Linked DNA regions of Sorghum bicolor: region 2 is linked to region 1. A link is a contact called in public HiCAR-type data. All regions are on one chromosome and are shown on one strand. The core of a region is the stretch at or near the end of the contact, and the rest is flanking DNA. Distances in the headings are between cores, read along the strand shown. Region 1 holds the start of LOC8058924 (extensin). Region 2 holds the start of LOC8060110.

What was found. HiCAR-type assays count read pairs that join an accessible place to other places.
Region 2: a HiCAR-type map of leaf shows a contact between it and region 1, with 6 times the contacts expected there. The contact joins the promoter of LOC8060110 here to the promoter of LOC8058924 in region 1. A contact is called at or near these places in 1 of 4 Hi-C or Micro-C datasets (leaf) and 1 of 1 datasets of contacts at active chromatin or transcription factors (leaf).

The regions. Positions count from the first base shown.
Region 1 is chr3:67,715,174-67,722,692 of Sorghum_bicolor_NCBIv3, forward strand. LOC8058924 (extensin) reads left to right here and starts at 3,795. Exons shown (of 1, transcript XM_002456605.2): 1 at 3,795-5,306. The coding sequence starts at 3,810. The coding sequence ends at 4,916.
Region 2 is chr3:67,757,798-67,765,316 of Sorghum_bicolor_NCBIv3, forward strand. LOC8060110 reads left to right here and starts at 4,367. Exons shown (of 1, transcript XM_002456606.2): 1 at 4,367-6,377. The coding sequence starts at 4,522. The coding sequence ends at 6,009.

The DNA of each region.
Region 1 (7,519 bases), core at 2,545-5,044:
AACTTTTATGCGCATCTTGACTATTGATTTTATATACCTAATCGGTCATCACATGCCAGCATTTAAATTTCAAATTTTAAAGAAGATAAGGTCATCTCCATATTGAGATGTTTTTACGCGGTAACAAAATTAATTTTTATTCATCTAACCACTAATTTCTATTCAACATTGGCGCCAAAAACTTTTCTACGCATTTTGATCCGTGATTCTATGCATCCAATTGGCCATTACGTGTCACGATTCAAATTTCAAATTTTGAAAAACATGAGGTCATCTCCATGTTTCTTGCTCATAAGATCTTTTCTTAGATGGATGCATAAAATTATGTCTCATAATGCGCAAAATTATGAATTTTATTTTTTTTCAAAAATATATTCACAACAGATCTTAAATCATGCACAAAAATGTTAGGAGTTCAATAGTGAAAACCGTTTTTGAATCAGATGTTTCGTTGAGAAATTATCGTGAAAAAATAGAAGAGATTAGAGTGGACACACGTATGCAGGTATGTGTCAGTATGTGTCAGGCTATGTCAGCTATTGTTAGATGTAACGTTCAGATTACAGAGAGATTTTTACGCAGTAACAAATTAATTTTTATTCATGCAACTACTATATTTTATGCAATGTCGCAATAAAAATCTTTCTGTGCAGTCTGACGTAAGATTTTATGCATCCGATCGTTTAGGTCTCCACAGATCTCCCACCTGCGCGCGTGTCAGCTTTGTGAGGGCAAGGTGGGATGGCACAGGTCCCCCACTTGCGCGTGTGTCAGCTCTGTGAGGGTTGGGTGGAGTGGTTGGTTGGGGCTTCCAATACCTATGTGTAGCCCTGGGCTCCCAATATACCAACTATATATATATATATATATATATATATATATATAGGGATATTCCTTTGTACACGTACGTGTAGTTACTCTCATCTTCAATAACTACATTATGTATGTATTCATACTTGTTTATCAGTTTGAGTATGTTTATATACTCATATTAAGATACTCTAGATGTTACCACGCGAAAATTTTTCAAAAAAAAATATATTTTAACTATATTACTAAAATGCCACTACTATATTATATACAATAAGTATAACCATATACTCTATGTATGTATGCATACTTAACATACATATCACTCTAGATGGTCTAGTATGATCATATACTTTGTCTATATACATTTCGTCCGGTCATATACACCTTAAATCTAGAGATACATAGATGAGAGTAACTACACGCACGTGTAAAAGAAACGCGTCCTATATATATATATATATATATATATATATATATATATATATATATATATATATATAAAGAGGCGAGTACGCGTCGGCATCTATTTAGCAAACCTAACTGATGGACCATCTTAACAGTGCACATAAATGATTTGCATTGGTGCCTTGCAGTTGCAGGAAGGAAATTGTTTCTCGTCGAGCCTCTCGCCCTCTTATGGTATTATCGTGATGCTTTGTGTCACTGTATGCAACCAATAAAAGATTCTTTAGACACTACTGTCGTTCGCGCAAGTGGTAATATTCAAGTATAAGATACATTGGATTATTTTGCTAATGGCGTGTTTTGAATCCAGCCGGTTCAAATGTTCCTTTTCTAGGAGCTCTGTTCGGCTGGGAGCCGCCTCCTGGAGCTATTCGTAACTGGATTGCTTTATATAAATGTTTCATCAGCTAAAATGATTCCTGGAGCAATCCAGGCTAATCGAACAAAAGAAGCCACCAAGCGAAAACTCTGCTTTAACAAGTTAGTAGGTGGATCCGCTTGTGTCATTGAACAACTACACAGACGTGCGGTTTTTCTATTGGCCCCACACTCTAAACACACAAACATGTATTAGCGAGACACTCTTATAAGAGTTTGATCTCATGAGCTAACCGTAACTTAATTTGTTAGGTTTTTATGATGGAAGCTACTGTATTCATTCAAATCTAAGGTTCTGATTTAATAGAAGTGGTTGTACGTATTTATTTATTTGAGGCTAATATTCTTTTAGTGGTACTATGTTATGTGCTCATTCAACAGGGAAAAATCTACAAGATTTTAGAGATTTATTGGCCACTCATAGAGATAAGCTCTGTATGCTGATGAGTTTATAAGAGCGAGTGTGAATACATACGTACAGTAAGTAGCATTTGCGTATGTTTGTTAGGCCTTGTTTAGATGCAAAAAATTTTAGAATTTTGACAATGTAGCACTTTTGTCTGTATTTTTAAAATAGTGTCCAATAATAGATTAATTAGGCTTAAAAGATTTATCTCACAATTTACAGACAAACTGTACGATTAATTATTTTTTATCTATATTTAATACTTCATATATGTGCCGTAAGATTCGATATGACATAAAATCTTATAAACTTTTGAAATTTCAAAGAAATCTAAACAAGCCCTTAATCGAAAAAGAGAGTACGTTTGAGCTCAGCACATTGTTTCGGAGCCTTGGAAGAATCGGCATCGAACAAACTACCACCCACAACGGGTCCATGCGCCTCTATATTCTGGCACCGACCTCGCAACGCCCGCCCGGAATGTCTATCCACTCCGCGACGACGATAAAATCGACGTTCCTTTCAGTCACCTGTCACGGCAATTCTTAACGCTGCAGCTGCAGAGTATAGATACTCATCAGGTAAAACCCAACGCAACCCCAATGATGGAATATTGATGAGAACAATCGCTAAGGTCTGCACCAACCAAAGTTGGGCGAGACAAACGTTTGAAATGGCAGCAAGAGACTATCCTGCAACAGTAGGGTTTTGGGTAGTTATGGTAAAGCAAAGCGGCGGCGGGTGACGAATGGCGAGTTGGCGACGTGATTCTTGGCCTTGCCTTGCTGCTTGCGACCGCCGAGTTGGGGTCCGGGACTGCGCCACCGTACCAACGTGCGGAGCTCGACCCCTCGCTGTCACGGCCCACGCATCGCGGGAGACCCCGGCCGAAACTGATGTGACCAAGTACCACCCACCCTTCCCTTAAAAAAAAAAGAAGTACCACCCACCCCGAGTCCCGGGTCCCGACCCTCGCATTCGCGCGCTCGCTGACGCGGTGCGGGCCTCTACCCTCAGCTAAACTCGTCCGCCCCCCGCGTGTGTCGGGTAGAGATTGGGGCGCCAGCAGCTGACATGCGACCTACGATTTGACGAGGACCTGTTTTGTCCGGTTATTATAAGCGGTTCTGGCTCAAAATCACGACAAGCTCCACCAGCGCACATCATGCGAGAAAAAACCACATAAAACCGATACACTCTTCGATCGCGTTTTCATTCATCTTGTTTCCAACTTCATTCCTTGCTCTTGTCTGTTGTAAAAAAAAAAACCTTCATCCCTTGCTCCTTCCTCTGATGAGCACACTCACGCAGTCACGCATCACATAATCTATTTTTTATGTTTTATTTGTACGAAGTGTTCTGACTTTTCAATTTTGCTCGACTGTTAGTTTAGCTTGCAAGATGCCGGCCTCTGGTCACGGCTCCAGTCTGCACAGCACCAACTTGCTCTCGGCTGCGTCAACAATTTCATTCATTTTTTTTGTGCCCGTAGCAACACAATTTCATTTTTTTAGTACATTACATTGCCCGTAGCAAAATATTTTTGAGAACTAAACAGGCCTAAATAATCACAAATGGAGAAGAAACAGAGGGCCTCAATACGATGCTTGCCACTAGTAGAAAAGTAATGGGCCTTTGAAATGGGCCCTTCCGTGCACCGGCTTTGCCGGGATCAATGGAATCTTAAGAAAAAATGGGCCCTGCTCTCAAATCTTCATGGTTGCGGGCTTGTAGCAGATATTTAGGGATGCTGGGACGCGGCACGATCCGTCAATCGTCGCCCACACTCGCCCTCACCCACCCGGCCACCCGACCTGCCTGCAAAAGTGCCAACTGCCACCCACTGCCGCGCCGCCGCGCCATGGCTTCCCCGTCCCCCTCCTCGCCCCTCCACCCGCACCAGCACCAGCACCAGCACCCGCCGCCTCCGAATCCTCACCACCAATTCCAATCCCCACCACCTTCGATGCCACCGCCGCCGTCAGCGGCGCTGCCTAAGGCGTTCGACCTGGAGGTTACTGTCGTCTCCGGGAAGCACCTGAAGAATGTCAACTGGCGCCGCGGCGACCTCCGTGCCTACGCCGTGGTCTACCTCGACCCCTCCCGCCGCGCCGCCACCCGCCCCGACGATGGCGGCGGGTGCAAACCAACCTGGAACGAGCGCCTCGTCCTCCCGCTTCCGCCCCACCTCTCCCCGCACGACCCCTCCATCCTCCTGTCCCTCGACGTTTTCCACTCTAAGCCCTCCGATTCGCCCAAGCCGCTCGTCGGATCCGCCCGCTCTCCTCTCCGCGACCTCCTCTACCCCGCAAACCCTAACCCTAGCCACGATCCCGCAGCCTCCGCTCTCGTCAGCCTGCCTCTCCTCCGCCCTTCCGGCCGTCCACAGGGAAAGATCCGCGTCCGCGTCGCCATCCGCGAGCGCTCGCCGCCTCCTCCTGAGCCGCAATACCCTCCGCCTTCCAGCTCCCCATACTACTTTCCACCGCCTCCTCCCGCCTACTCGGCCCCGCCGCAGTACGGATCCGACCAGTACTATCGCCCCAGTGGGTACTACTCTGCACCTGCACCTCCACCACCTCAGTATGAGTACACTGGAGGGCCCTCTGCACCGGTGGACTACAACAGGCAATATGAGCAGAGAGGGAGGACTGGGGGCGGTGGTAGTGGCAGTGGGAATGGAAGGTATGGAGTAGGCACTGGGCTTGCGGTCGGTGCTGTGGCTGGAGCTCTCGGGGGTCTAGCAATTGATGAAGCTGTGAAGTATAAGGAGGAGAAGGCTGCAGAGCGGGTGGAAGAGAAGGTTGTACCTGCTGGGAGGGATGATTACAGCGAGTATCGTGGTGACTATTGAATGGAAGTTTGTGTGAGTGTGGCATTAAGAAAGCACTGTGAGTTGATTCTTCTTCCATGCATATGTGGGAATAAAGTCACAGTGTTATAGTCTATGGTTTGCTCCATGTATGTATATATATTTGTGATGTTTTGGATTATTCTGATACCTATAACCTACAAGGTTTTATGATGACAGATTTTGTGTGTAACATAAAGGTCTCACGGTTTGCTTTGATGGTGTACTTGTGTATTGTTGTCTTGATGTTGGGTGTTATCTTTTCCAGCAATTGTATTGTACTGCTCTGTTTTCCTTTTATTTGGTGTGTTGAAATTGTTGTATACTCATCAAAGGCAGCATTGCTTTGTAGTAAATTCAAAGTTGGATATAAACATTTGTTTGTACAGCAAACTACATATGACTATGACTCCTGTGAGCTTATTTCTTATTTGATTGATGTGCTTCTGCAACCAGGAAATGAGCTGGTACATGTCAACTGAAAGTTTGGAAAAACTCGGTCATACATTGTAGGGGGTATGATCCAAATTTGGGCAGAGACTAGGCATAAGCTACAAGGATTTATTTATTTATTACCAAAAAAACATGTTTTTCATATACCTTCGAAACACATATCCGTGCACTATTCAGGAATTTCCTTATGTTCTTTTCAATTATTTTTTTAATTACCCATTCCAAGTGCTAATAAATCGTGGTTTCACTGAGCCTCAATGCCAAATAACTATGCAGTATGCATTTATTAAGCTTCGGTGGCACTGTTTGGAGCTAAAACAAATCAATAGGTCTTTGTTCTTTAGTTGCTGGATGGCCTTTGTAGTTTGCATATTGCAAGCTTCGCAGCTTAGTGCTGCAAATTATTTCAAAGGATCTTCATACACTTTTGCTCAAAATAGTTGCTGGCGTGTATAAGGGTTTGTTTGGTAGGGCTCCTCCGGAGGAGCACTGCAAACAACCCCTAACATAAAAAAAAAATCTGTCAATGATCATTTTTATGTGTGCTGTTTTTGTTTGAGTTTTTAGACAATCATTTGGACATAAGGAACTAAGTACTGGCAATGCTAACACTCAACTTAGTATGCATCAATGCTTCTAGACGGTGGTGTTCTAACGTTTCTGGGCCACTTGCAGCCTTAGACCCTGCATATGTTTTCCATTTATTTTTTTTCTTTGAGTGATAGTGTGATACAAAATGGGAAACTTTAACACTACTTACTGGTCTTGGTATTTCAGCTTATGATTCCCGAACTTCTCAGTTAATATGTGTAAATTAATAAAACAGGAAGCTAATTTGTGTTCGGTTCGTGATGGACACCTTTGTTTATGGTGTAATTGTGGTTGTTATGGTGTTAGTTTTTTTGGTCTGTATTTCTCTTTTTTTAATATGCAGATCGGCAGTTAACCAGTCAGCTTCTCTTTAAAAAAGGTGTAATTAAGCACATTCAACTGTAAGATAAAAAGGTAGATATTTTTAGTTAAATTTCCTGCATGCTTTCAATTTACAATTGCTATGGCCCTATTTGGCACAGCTCTAGCTCTGAGCTCTCTCAGATCTGGAGTCTATTTCGCTAGGCCAAACAACTCTGTACCAACTGTTCCCAAAAAAAAAAAAACTCTGTACCAACAACTCCATATTCTCAGATTTCTGGAGCTAGGAGTACCCAGCTCAAGAATTCTGCGAGCCACAAATTTCTTGGATCTGGAGCTCTGCGAAACAGATCTATATATCTGGGAAAAACCACAAGTTATTTCTGTGATCCGAATGACTACAATGGCTGAGGGTATTAGAAAGATACATGTCACCATTGGGAAACAGCACGATGTTTTGTTCTTGCAGTCTTCTTCCAGTCCACTCATACAATAGTTTGCTCTTCACTATTAATACATTGCCCATTTATCTCTCTCACGAAGTTTTTTTGGTTCTTGTGCCTAAGCTGGCTAAGGTTACAGTCTGCTTATCCTCTCTCTCATTCCTTCTCTTCTCCATCTCAGCATTTAGCCAGCTTACGACCCACTATAATACTTGCTCTAACTGGAAACTAATGCATGGATGAGTTACTACTACAATCCGTAAAATTTGTAGTTAGCATTTAATAATCCACGACTGCAGACTAGGAGCCTAGGAAGATCTCCCTGCCAACCTTTGAGGGCCTGAGTAAGGGCTTGTTGGACTAGTGTTTTTTACTTGAGCTCTTAAATTTTTGGTTTAGGGGTCTGTTAGTTATGTAGGATGTGTTTGGTTCGTGTTTTAGATTTGGCCGGGCTAGGAAACTAAAAGTCATTCACAGTCTATGCTTGGATTAGAAATGACATGTTTGGTTGGCTACTTTTTTTTTTTCATCTAATCATTGCGTCTTTCAGTTGGTATGGTTACCCCCTTTAGGGGCATTTTGTCGAACACTTGGTAGGCAAGGAGCTCCTTGTCCTCTCGCCATGGCCGCTCCCTGCGATGGCACCATCCATCCCCTTGCCATGGCTGCACCCTGCGGTGCTCCTCGTCTGCCTCTGCTCGCCCTAATCGGTGAAGTAGTGACGATGCGAGTAGGAGACGGACGTCGGGACGTGTGCTCGGCAAGGAGACAGTGGGCGCGGACCTCCGACGAGGATCT
Region 2 (7,519 bases), core at 3,117-5,616, 43 kb after region 1:
AAGTATTTAACTGAACACCTATGCATATTGTTACAAGTATAGATGTTTACAGTTAGGGATGAAGAAGATATTGTCTTATACAAACTCTAGAGATAGATATATGATGGGTTTGAATCTAGGATGACTTGTCTTGTATTCCAAATCTCTCCCTTTGTAGCTAGACATAACATACTAGTTAGATTGGATAGTATGAACAGAATATCCTCATAATCAAAACAACATGCATATTGTAATAAATAGATTGGATTATAGGATGTGTACTTTGGTTTGTAGAGGAATTAAGGCGGCGTTGTTGGTGATGAAGAAGATGTTGCTGGTAGTGGTACGAAGTCGTTGATGAGCGGTGGAGGAAGAGCTCAGAGCAACCAATGACGAATATGCTAGGACGTAGCACCGCCTGACTTGGATGGAAGACAACCCGTCATGGAAGTTGGGAGGAGTCACAGGAAGAGCCTTCCCAAAAACCTTATTAGTCCTCTCCTGGTGCAGGATCGCAAGGACGAGGGTTTTGAGACATGCTCTCCCGATCACACGTGTACTCATGCGCTAGGGATGGAGAGGCTATGGTGGCGGCACAACAATGAGAAGAGGCAAAACCCTAACTTGATTAGATTCATTTTTACATTGGCCGATAAGCTGCTTATGTAGGCATGTCCAAGCCGATCTCATGTCGTGATCACGATCTAAACCATTTAGGACTCCCATCCACAAACTTAGAGGCTAAGGAACCAAAAACTAAATTCGCAAAAAAAAAGTCCGTGCCTTTGTAGTGCCAAGGGACAAATTTTGATGGACCGTTCATGTAGGTGCCATGCCCCCACACCCTTCGCTCAATTCAACAAGGTGAGGCACGCGAGTGTGTGTGGGCTTCTTTTCTACCCCTCACAACAGACTTGATGTGAAAAGGACTTTCGTATTTAAGTATTGCTATCTCCATTTCCACAAACAAGGTGAGACTAAAAAGTTCTCACTTTTCCTTTTTGCACACATGGACGGGCCATTGATTTTTTTTTCATGGGAATTTCATATTTGGACCCAAGCCAGATGTATTGCAACATGTAATTGGTTGTATGGTTGGTAATTATGATAAGAAGGTTTGAAGCCGGTGTTTATAGAGCAAGGAGCCTTCCCAAATCTATGTATTGGCCTTTTGATCTATATTTTCTATGAATCTGGAATATAGAGCTGTAACATTTGGCTTGAATTCGGTAGAGTAAAACCGTTTTTGTTCAAAACTGGAGCTTATTATGGAGCTATAATTCCGCTCTTTGTGACGCTGGTGGGGAGAAAATGTACGGTCCCGTGGGCAGCGTGTGCTCATCAGCTGGGGCCTGGATGGTTCCTGGACACCGCACCACGATGACCGGTGATCCGCAGACAGGTGCAGAGGGCAGGCAGGGCCAGGGGGAACGAGAGATTGCAAAATTATGGGTTGCCAACCGGACTGGCAGGCCCCAGACAACCGAAAGGCTGCCCCAGGCCGGCGGGAACCCAACTTGCGCCACCGTCCCACGACCGCCATTGCCGCCACCCGCCAGCGCCAGCGCCAGCGCCAGCTGAGCTGCACCTGCGCATGCACGGCTGCACTGCATGCATCAGCCGCGTTGGTGGTGGTTGACATTCGGTAGGTCAGGGCCGGCTCCTAGCTGCCGCAGAGCCAGCGAGGCCGCGCGCGCCGCCCGGCCGGGTGCAGGCCACCTTGTCTGCCTTTTGTTTAATCCCCGGCGCCCAGCCCCCTCGCCCGCCCGCGCTCGCGCGTGCGGGGCACCGGGCCGCACCGCACCCGCTTGCCGCCCGAGTGACATCGGGATCCGCGGCCGCGAATTTCTTATACCCGAAACCGGCCATTCCGATGCGTCCGGAGGGTGCTGAACACGAGTCCGGAATGGCAATAAGGCCCTGTTTAGTTTCTCACCCAAAATTTTTTCATCCATCCCATCGAATCTTTGGACACATGCATGAAACATTAAATATAGATAAAAAAATAAACTAATTACACAGTTTAGTTGAGAATCGCGAGACGAATCTTTTAAGCCTAGTTACTCCATGATTAGCCTTAAGTGCTACAGTAACCCACATATGCTAATGACAGATTAATTATGCTTAATAAATTTGTCTTGCAGTTTCCTGACGAGCTATGTAATTTATTTTTTTTATTAGTTTCTAAAAACCCCTCCCGACATCCTTCCGACACATCCGATGTGACACCCAAAAAATTTTCGTTCCCAATCTAAACAGGCCCTAAGAAAGTGGGGGGCCTTCCGCCGATGCAGCAGCAGCAGCCAGCAGGCAGGGCGGCGCTCAGGTTCAGTGGCTGGCCGATCGAATGATCGGCCTCCAGCTCACCAGCCGCAGCAGCGAGGGAGGAACGACGACTAGTTTACACATTCCTGTCCGATACATGTATCCTGTACGTATGTACACAGGGTTGTGTCTTGTGTGCGTGGCATAAACTCGATCTGCTCGGTAGTAGGAGAGGAAGAGGAATGCATGAATGTAGCGACATGAAGTGAGTATGTAACGGCGACCAGCAGCAGCAGCAGCAGGCGCATCGGTTTCAGCTTCTGTACCGGCCCCGACCGAAGAAGATTCTTCGCCGGACGGACGGACGGCAATGGCTAGCTGGACAGGACGGAAGGCGGCAGGTTCATGTATCCGCCGAGAGTTGAAGGACGAGCGGCGGCCCCCGCGGAGGCCGAGCCAACCGGGGCGTGCGCCCCAGCCTATTTCGCTAGCACGTCCTCGCCGGCCGTGCGTCGCGAACGCTAGCTTGCCATCGCATGATTGCAACCAGCGGAAACCGATGCATTACAGTACGTCCTGCAGACTACGACACGCGGCCATTGCTGCCGATGGTCGTGGTCCACGTCCTGACGCTCCCGCTGCATCGTTCTGGGGCACGAGGCAGCCAACAACGGCTGGCTGGGCTGGGGATGGAGAACACAGCGAGCTAGCCCAGGCCCAGGCAGTCTGCTGCGCGGCACACGCCTGCCTCGATGCCCCCCGTACCGCAAATAATAAATACTACATCGATCTTTAGTTTTGTACGGATTACGTACAGTGACAGGCTGAAACTGCGTAGGAGGCGGTATCTACAGCTAATTTATTAGGTGATCCGTCAGCAAAACAGCATCAGTGAGCCTTTCTTTCCCTTTTTTTTTTTCATTCAGTGTACAATTCGCTTCTTATACATTATCATGCACGAAGCACGATAAAATACTGTTGAGATTGAAAAATAAAATGCGCACAGGACCAATCTCGATGGGAAAATGTAAATAAAGAACTGAAAGTATCATCATTTCGCAAGCGACGATTCATATGTCACTAGACTGACTAGGCAACAAGGCAAGAGCAACGTATTCTATTTCAGCAGGGACGTAGACCACGTAACTGACGAAGAGATGATGATGGAGGCGTAAACGCTACTGACTAGTAATCAATATTGGAGTATTTGTTCTTGATGAGGCGGATATGGATTGGACGACAGGACATGAATAATTATGAAAGAAGATGCTGTCCTAGCTTATTAATCGCATATATATGGACGAGTAGCTAGATAGACGAACGTTACAGTAGTGCGTGGCTAACGCATTCAAAAATCCAGTAGACTGAAGACATTAATCGAGGCTATATTAGCATGACAACAAAAAACTTGTGATGTTATACATTTGTTGATTTTAATACGGAAAGCCGTTGCGTGTTCATTGAATTCGTCCAGCAACATGTTCAGTGTACTCTGTAATATCTCGTCAACAAGTGCTCTAACAGTCATCAAGCCGATGAGTTACCGGTTTGATTAGCTAGCTTGCTTTTAAAACAAAAAATATAATAAGAATATTTGTGGCGCACTTCCTGGACACTTGTTCCTCTTCGTTCGAAAGGAGGGGACACCTGTTGGCAGCCGCAGAACATGAACAATCCAAATTGACGTTTCGAAAAAAGAAATTATATATATGCTGTTCCTTTTGCGGAAAAGCTATGCTGAAATGAGTCGTGAAAAAACTTTTACTGATAATAATGGTTTTAGTTATATAACAGTATTTTTTTTCTTATAATAAATTAACATCAACATCAGTATCAGTTAAAAAATATAACCAGCCGAGCATGGTGAAGTTCCATATCATCAATACTTTTAAACGGTATCTTCTGTGTTTTCTCGAGTGACTGTGTCTCACACACTGTTCATAGGCAATAGAACAAATCTCTAGCTTCACCTTTATCTGATATATCTGCTTCTGACAGCCACAAAAACCTGGCCAGAGAATATCCAAAACAGTACTGGCAAAAGAAGGCTGCCCAGGTGCATGCATCCAGCTCCTCCTCGTGTCCTATATAAACTGCCCAAGGTTGTTCGGTGTTCACAGCAAAGGCGGCACTGCCCAAACCACCTCTTTGGCCGTATCGCACAGCGCTCACCCATACACGCACGCACACGGTCTCCACTGCCACTCCACTCCCACCGCCGCTGCTACATCAGCAGCAAGCGGCCGGTGGTGTAGCGCCGGGCAATCCAACACACCTATGGCCCAGATGATCTCCACCATGCCTATGCTGGACGCCGCCCCGGCCGCGTCCGCCATTATGGCGCCCAAACTGCAGGCCGCCGCCGCCGCCTGCCTGGACGCGCCGCCCTCGGGCATCACCGTCGTGTCGAGGCAGCACGTTCGCCCGGACGCCGCGTCCGCGATCGGCGACCTCACGCTGTCCGTCTCCGACCTGCCCATGCTGTCGTGCCACTACATCCAGAAGGGGCTCTTCTTCCCGGCGCCCGACCTGCCCATGCCCTCGCTCGTGTCGCTGCTCCTGTCGTCGCTGTCCCGAGCGCTCGCCGTCGTCCCGGCCCTCGCCGGCCGCCTCGTCACGCTGCCCGACGACCGCATCGTCATCCGCTGCAACGACGCGGGCGTGGACTTCCTCCACGCCGTCGCGCCCGGCCTGTCGCTTGACGACTTTCTCGTCCCTGACGCCGACGTGCCCACCAAGTTGACAAAGGACTTGTTCCCCATGGACCGGACCGTGAGCTACGAAGGCCACCGTCGCCCGCTCACGTCGTTCCAGGTCACCGTGCTCGGTGACGGCGCCGTCTTTATCGGCATCGTCGCCAACCACGCCGTCGTGGACGGCACCTCCTTTTGGCAATTCTTCAACACCTGGGCGGCCATCTGCCGCGGCGAGTCACCCAAGATGCCGGACTTCCGCCGAAACTTCTTTGGCGAGTCCACCGCCGTCCTCCGCTTCCCCGGCGGCGTCGGCCCGTCGGTGACCTTCGACGTGGACGCGCCTCTCCGTGAGCGCGTCTTTCACTTCAGCGCCGACGCGATTCGCGAGCTGAAAACAATCGCCAACCGTCGTCCGAGCGGTGGCCAAGACGCCGAGGTTTACGGCAAGATGGCGCATGACCCCAAGAATCCCCAAGTGCTGCGCGGGGAGATCTCGTCGTTCCAGTCGCTGTGCGCGCAGATATGGCTCGCGGTGACGCGTGCCCGGAAACGCCTGGCGCCCGACGCGACGACGACGTTCCGAATGGCGGTGAACTGCCGGCACCGGCTGCAGCCGGCCATCTCCCCTGTCTACTTTGGCAACGCCATCCAGAGCGCTGTAACGCTGGCGACGGTGTCGGAGCTGGCTCGCAGCGATCTTAGGTGGGCGGCGGGCAAGCTGAATGAGAGCCTCGCGGCGTACGGCGACGGCACTATCCGGCGCGCGGCGGCGGCGTGGCAGGCCGCGCCCCGGTGCTTCCCGCTGGGCAACCCCGACGGCGCGGTGATCACGATGGGGAGCTCGAACCGGTTCCCGATGTACGAGGGCAACGACTTCGGGTGGGGACGGCCCCTCGCCGTACGGAGCGGGCGCGCCAACAAGTTCGACGGCAAGATGTCGGCGTTCCCGGGACGCGCCGGGGACGGCAGCGTGGACATCGAGGTGTGCCTGCCACCGGAGACCATGGCGGCGCTGCTCCGCGACGCCGAGTTCATGCAGTACGTGTCGTGCCCGTCGCATCTGTTGTGATGTACTGTACCGGTGCCGTGCGTGCGGGCGCGAGTGGGGGCCATCGGCCGTCGTGACATGCCGTCGGGCGGCGTCAGCGCTGCTGTTTGGATTGCTCGGTCGTCCTTGCCTTTCGCGAGTACTACTAGCTTAGCTGGTACCAAGACATTGTATCTGTCTCGCTTTTTCGGAGTGCTGCGTGTAATCGTGTTAGTTAGCAACTACTTGTAGTACTTGGAATTTGGAAATGACTCTTATGCTGCAGCCTGCAAGCGATGCAACAGCGGGGACAATATGAACCGTGTAGCAAGAGTTAGAAACAAGTTTCTCAAAATGTTGGCACTACTGAACAGTTCATCAGATCGCGAAAGCTACCTTGTTAAAAGCTACATACTCCCTCCATCTCCATCCCAAAAAAAAAATTAAGGAAGTTTAACTCAATACAAACCCAGAGTTACTTTTTTTTAATGATACAGAATCACATCTTTTTGAGGCGGAGGTAGGACATCAGAACTGAAAACGGTACCGATATTTTCCGACCGTATTCGGGACCGAATTCGTTTAGAGAGGTTTAGATCTGTCCGTATCCGAGTCCGAATGTTTAACATCCGATACCGTATCCGTATCCGAATACTTAAATCGTATATTTATGATGTCGACATCGAATCATATCTTATCCGACATGATTGACATTATCCGTATTCGAATCCGAATCCGACCAGAAATATGAAAACAAATATGATATCGGTGATATCCGTTCGTATCCGATCCGTTTTCATCCCTAATCAGAACCTAGGGCCGAAGCTCACATGATCTAGTAATATATCATTTTCCAACCTATACTTGCATGCCAGTTGAATTTTCAACCCAAAAATACAGAATCGGCTTTATATTTCCTAAAGCAGTCGAAATTTATGTTAATATGTAGAAGTTCATTACTATTCATTTTAAATTAGAAAATGTGAAAATAGTTTTTTTTAAAAAAATGTTATATATTTGTTGGTGCTCTATTTGGATCCCATTTGTTCATAGTACTAGTGTTTTGTCGCTTGCAGCCACACCCGTTATTTATGTAAATTGTTGTTTTATACGCTGTATGATCACATAACTAGTTGACTGCATGATATTTGAGTTACTGCCATGTTTGAAACCTATAATGTAATCAAACAATCAACATAAAGTAAAACTCTAGCTATGTATAATCACTAAATAGGATCTATACATGTGGTAGAATGGCTTTGTGAGGTTTGTTTCATACTGTATTCCACATCTATATACTCATAAAATGCCAGATCCTCTTGTATATATTCAGGTCTGATTCAATGCAAACGACAATTTAAATAAATAATGAGTATGACTATGAGCAATAAAATAATAGAAACGAAAATAAAATATGATCTAAATAACCTAAATATATAATAATAAATAGATAGATATAGTCTTGTATTTTTTATCATAAAAATCAAGGACTTAAATTCAGTCTAACAGATTTTATTATAAAAATCTAACTTGTTTGTTTGGCTGATAAGCC